Linked DNA regions of Ovis aries: region 1 is linked to region 2. Evidence: chromatin contacts called from public Hi-C data. All regions are on one chromosome and are shown on one strand. The core of a region is the stretch at or near the end of the contact, and the rest is flanking DNA. Distances in the headings are between cores, read along the strand shown.

Region 1 (2,930 bases), core at 406-2,905, 88 kb after region 2:
CGCTGGTGAGACTTCTGCAGACCTCCTTCATCTGCAGGGGCTTGAGGGGAGCAGCCAGGAGGTAGTCTCAAACCCTCTGCTGGCTCTCGCAGCTCTCTGGCAGATCGCCTTTTGATTCTAGAAAGGGGGTCAGTACTTTGAAACCACTGGGGCCCAAGTACTCTTTGTGCATCAGAGCAGAGCTATTAGGTTAGTTCTACCTTCCTGTGACTAACCATCCCTTAGTTTTCAAAATGAGTTGCAACCCTTTCCTCTCGGTTAATTGTAAAGCGAAAAAAAAAAAAATCGAGAAGATCCCCTGGAGAAGGAAATGGCAACCCACTCCAGTATTCCTGCCTAGAGAATCCCCATGGACAGAGAGGAGTGTGACGGGCTACAGTCCTGCAGTTGCAAAGAGTCAGACACAACTTGGTGACTAACCAATAAGAAGAGTAATTGAATTTGAGTTTCTTGGGAGATTTTCACTTCGTTAAAAAATCTTCAATTCTTATCAAACACTTAGATATAAAATGTCACCTTCTTGGAGGTAGCCTAAAGTCTGTCTCTAGTTTTACAGAGCTTTTTGGAATTTTTTTGTGACATTAAGGGCTGCCGAATACTTTATTCAAAAGTTAGCCAATGGGGCAGGGAAACTGAAGCTGGGTAAAAAGGAGCAGAGACTGAGCCCCCCTTTCTCCCATCCCAATCCCTTCTCCTTGCTTGGACACAGTCAGTGGCTCCCTGGAGACCAGGTGGATCATGACTGCCTTAGCGCTCCACGGAGTCAGAGTAGCCCAGTTGAGCTACCGACTAAGTCCTTACTATTTGGGTCACTTGTGAGATTCTATTTATGCTTTTTTTTTCTTGGACTGCGATTGTGGTTTTGATTATGATATTTTATAAAAAGATCTAGGGGTGCTGTTTGTAACACCACCCACTTGAGAGATTGCCTTTCTGAACACGTGTGGGAGGAATAGCAGGTATGGTATCAGGAGGGTGGTGTTCCTCCATGGACGCTCTGGACCTTGTAGCTACTTAGGCTCCCTTTTCTGCTGAGCAGATAGGATGCTCGGTGTCACGACTGTGGCCACCTTGAGGAAACGGCTAGTGCATGACAGTGTGTAGTTTGGGGTACTAACTTTACCCCAGCTTTTTCTTCTTAAAATTGTTTTCCATTTGTTTTCATTTCCTTATCCATCTGTTTACTTCTCTTCTGACATGAAATATCCTTGGTAGCCCCATCATTCTTTTTAGAAGTTGGTGTATAAATTAGCAAATATATAAGAACTGTCCTAAATATTTTAAGAAACTGTCCTTTTGATGGATTCTTACCACTCTGGTCTGAGCTGTAGGCTGGGCTGTTGCAGAAGTCACCTGTCTGGTCATGCCCTATCCCATCCCTCTCCTTCTTTCTGCAGCCCTTTCCTGCAGAGTCAACCCCAGCCACACAGGGTAGATGCCTCGCTGAGCAAATGCCTCCATTTCTAGACCCATTTCTCATGGTTCCCCTTCTGTACTTCTGCAGCTCTGCTTCTGCCACTCTGCCCTCCCTCTGCTTGTCATTTCTGTGAACCTGAAGCCCTCTTCCCACCCCTTCATCTCTCTCCGCTCTGTGTCGGTTTCCTCTGTGAAAGCAGGGCGGACCACTTCCTGGGTGCTACTTCCTCTCCTGCTGCATGTGTTGGGTCACAGTAACTGGGTTGCTCACCCACAGGGGCCTTTGTGCAAATTAGAACAAGGTACTGCATAGGACTTCCTACTACTGGAAACCTATCTGATAAATGTAGGAGTGCAGGCTGTTTACTCTGTGAGGGCGCCCTGAGTGTGTGGGGGTGGTGGGTAGAGGGGCGTGCCTGCCTGTGCAGTTGTGCTCCATGCCCCGTGTTGTAATTGGTGGGAACTGTCCACTTCCCCAGCACCATCAGTCTGGCCAGGGCAGGCCCTCAACACCTGTTTGCTAAGCTAAAGGAAGAACAAAAGTGTGAATTCACGCCATGCTGTTATCTGAAAAATAGCAGGGAAAGCACACTTGACAAGGCTTTTGCACTGAATGTGATGAATATGTTATAATGCTGAGATGTATTCCCCCCCCCCCCCCCCCCCCCACACACATCTCAGTATTTCTGAAATGACAGATACCTTAGTCAGTGGACTGTGGTAGGTGAAGACACAGCTCCTGGAGCTGGACTACTTGGGTCTGAATCCCAGGGCTACCACTCACACACTTATTTGTGAGATTCTGGGCATTTTACTTAATCTTTTTAACAATAGTTTGTTCCTCTACTTCCTGGGGTTGTAGTGAGAGTTCAATGGATTAATATATGTGCAGTGCTGGCTCAGACGGTAAAGCGTCTGTCTACAATGCGGGAGACCCGGATTCGATCCCTGGGTCGGGAAGATCCCCTGGAGAAGGAAATGGCAACCCACTCCAGTATTCTTGTCTGGAAAATTCCGTGGACAGAGGAGCCTGGTAGGCTACAGTCCATGGGGTCGCAAAGAGTCAGACAAGACTGAGTGACTTCACTTTCCTTTCACTTTAGAATATCACCAGGCAGATAGTAAATAGTAAGAGATATGAGTAGTAGCTGTTAGCAGCACCATTAAAGGCAACATAGACACTCACTATATTTCTGTTTCCTTTTAACCCCGAAAAGCTGTTTTAATCCATGGAGCACAGCTTACATGGATAAACATGCCCTGTCAGTAGCTGCGGACTGGCCGCGTTGTGTGTGCTGAGGTTGAACCCTCTCTTGCCCGCACCAGTTTCTGGTTTGCTGCCAGAGAGCATGCACAGTATGCTGACAGGAAACCAGCAGGCTTTGTTTTTTCTTCTTAATATAGCGAAAGAGAAAGAGGGGAAAACCAGATAAGGCTCATTTTAGAACTTAACTTCTCCAAAGCTTAGACTGGTAATAAGTCTTAGCTATGTAAAACTATCCACCAAAGAAAAT
Region 2 (2,700 bases), core at 147-2,646:
TTGGATTAAAGATGATATTTTGGTAAAGATTACAAAGGAATTTTCCAGGTTTAAAACTGAAAGTTTTACTGTAAAATTTCTTGTAAACAAACTAGTCAGGACTCAATTTCATGATGACAGTATGTAAGATAAGTAAGAAAAGACATTCATTCTAACTTGCTGCTGCTAAGTCACTTCAGTCATGTGCAACTCTGTGCGACCCCATAGACGGTAGCCCACCAGGCTCCCCCGTCCCTGGGATTCTCCAGGCATGAACACTGGAGTGGGTTGCAATTTCCTTCTCCAGTGCATGAAAGTGAAAGGTGAAAGTGAAATCGCTCAGTGGTGTCCGACTCTTAGCGACCCCATCGACTGCAGCCTTCCAGGCTCCTCCGTCCATAGGATTTTCCAGGCAAGAGTACTGGAGTGGGGTGCCATTGCCTTCTCCTCATTCCAACCTACCTAATGCTAATTTTATTAATCTTTGAGGTAAATATTGTCTAGTTTACACTTAACTTTTATGATACGATGTAATGGCCTGCTCAATTGTTTTCTCAAAGTAGCTGTGTCAAAATGTCCCCATTTTCTTTTTTTCTTCTCTCTTTTTAATATTAATTTTCTCTTCTATTTGTATCATTTCTAGGTTTCTGTCTTCGAGCTTACTAATTCTCTTTTCCGTATGGTTTGCTCTGTTTCTCTCTGGCCTCTATCAGTTTCTTTTGATTAAAGAATCCAAGGGCCTGGGTGGTAGGTAACACTTGAACTTCAAGCTTGTCATTAAAGTAAAGGGTGACGTTAATAGTAGCGATGATGACAGTGGAATAATCAAGATGAAAATAATAATAACTAGCATTTATTGAACACTTACATACTGCCAGACGAGTCTGATCGCTTTATTAAGTAATTACTAGTACTAATGCATTACATTTTTTCTTAACAATCCATTCCCTGGAGCACAGTAAGAATTTAATAAATATTTAATGAATAAAAGAAATTAGCGTTAAGTTCCTCAGTCGAATCGGCAAGATGGACTTCAATGCCAGAGCGATGCTCAGATGGCTCGTGGTTTCGCATCCTTGGAGGTGAATCGAAGCGCCAGATCCCTGCGAGGAGCAATAGGAACCAGTGGTTTTAAATTTTCTAGGCAACCGCTGATGGACTGACAGTATGTTGGGGGCTAATGGCGTGCACAAAACAGAAAGCTGAGCTTTGAGAACACAAATGCCCTACTCGCGCTCGACAAGCTTCTGAGAAGCCGGGGAGCGGAACCAATTTCAGCCTGAGATGCCGTCGCTTTGGCGCCCTGATATGAAATCATTCATTCAAACCTGACTGCTCTAGCCCCTAGAGGAGATGACGTCGGAAGTCTCGACTGCTCCCCGCGGGGCGTGTCCACCCGCCGGCGTTTGCCCCACCCACTCCCACACGCTCCACTTCCGGAAGGGGCCGTCATGCTCTCTGCGGCTAGGTGTTTCTACGCCTAACAGGTTAGCGTCCACGCGGGAAAAAAGAGTCGGGTCAGTCCTACTCCAGAAGCATTTGTTCCCGTCGTTCTGGAGACCGCTTTTGCGCGAGGGGCGGACTGTTGCTAGGGCAGCACGTCAGGGGCCACCTCCTTGCTGGGTCGCCACCTCCTGGAGCTGCCTGATTGGGTGACCCCTGGTGGGCTAATCGTGACCTTGCCCCGTGGTCCTTGGTGAGCATTTCCAGGAGCACATTTGTGAAGAGGTGGAACTGCACTTTGTCGGTGGTCCCAGGTTACAACAGTTTGAGAGAGACCCTGCCTAGATGATTGTATAAAAGATTACTGTGGCTCGGTGGTCCTGATCATTCGTTTCTATCACAGCTGAGCTCCATAAGGGGGCTGACCATAGAAGTGATTTTCAGCGTTTAAGTGATTTTCGGGTGTTCGTATAAGCGTGCGTATGCATGTTTGTCAGTCTGTGCGTGTGTGGAAAGGGCTGTAATTCAAAAAACGCACAAGTATTATATTTTGCTGCTTTTCCTGGCCTCTTCCCCTTATTCCTCTTTATTCTTACCTGAGGGGCATTGCTCACCTTCACCTTTGGATATAAGCAACTCTCTACTTGAACTTACACATTTAAAACACAGATCTGACTGTTAATCCTCTACTTAAAACCTTACTGGCCTTCCCATTTGATTCAGGATAGTACAAATTCCTTTGGCTGGATTGAAGACACTTCAAAGTCTTGTTTCTGCTGAATTTTTCAGTCTCATCTCCTGTTCATGGGAAACACACCTACACATACATGCTCTATGCCCCTGTCATGCCATCCTGCAGTAATTTCATCTCTTTGGCTAATTATAATGGTTTACCCACGTTTGCAAATTTACTTTTCCATTCAGTCAGAATTTAGTGAATTCGTGGTTATTGCCAGACACTGTTTTAGGAACTGAGGGGAAAATGGAGTTAAAATTGGGGAGAAAAAGCCCAACCTGCAGTCCTTTTGAAAAATAACAGCTTGATTGAGATATAGTTCACACACCATGGAATTTTAAAACACACATTGCTTTTTAGTGCGTTCACAAAGTTGTACATCCGACAACCACAGTTTTAAACCATTTTTAAAGACACCTTGTACCCATTAGCAGTCTCCCTTGAGTTCCTCCTTACCCCACTTTTAGCTCTAAGGAAGTACTAATCTGCTGAATATATAAATATATTTGTCAATTCTGGACAATTCTAGAATAGGCTGATAA

What was found. A called contact is a pair of places that touch in the nucleus more often than the background predicts.
Region 1: a Hi-C map of blood shows a contact between it and region 2, with 2.2 times the contacts expected there. The contact joins the enhancer-like site here to the promoter of LOC101118606 in region 2. A contact is called at or near these places in 2 of 16 Hi-C or Micro-C datasets (blood and skin fibroblasts).

Annotation. Positions count from the first base shown.
Region 1 is chr4:79,110,371-79,113,300 of ARS-UI_Ramb_v3.0, forward strand. All of the region lies in intron 1 of LOC101118606 (cytochrome c oxidase assembly factor 1 homolog), which reads left to right. Among named protein-coding and RNA genes, the nearest start is that of STK17A, 58 kb to the right of the region's middle. Within about 2 kb of position 1,656, at least 27 of the 54 cell types and tissues checked have an H3K27ac peak or open chromatin away from gene starts, as enhancers often do.
Region 2 is chr4:79,022,384-79,025,083 of ARS-UI_Ramb_v3.0, forward strand. It overlaps LOC101118606 (cytochrome c oxidase assembly factor 1 homolog), which reads left to right and starts at 1,397. Exons shown (of 6, transcript XM_060414798.1): 1 at 1,397-1,496.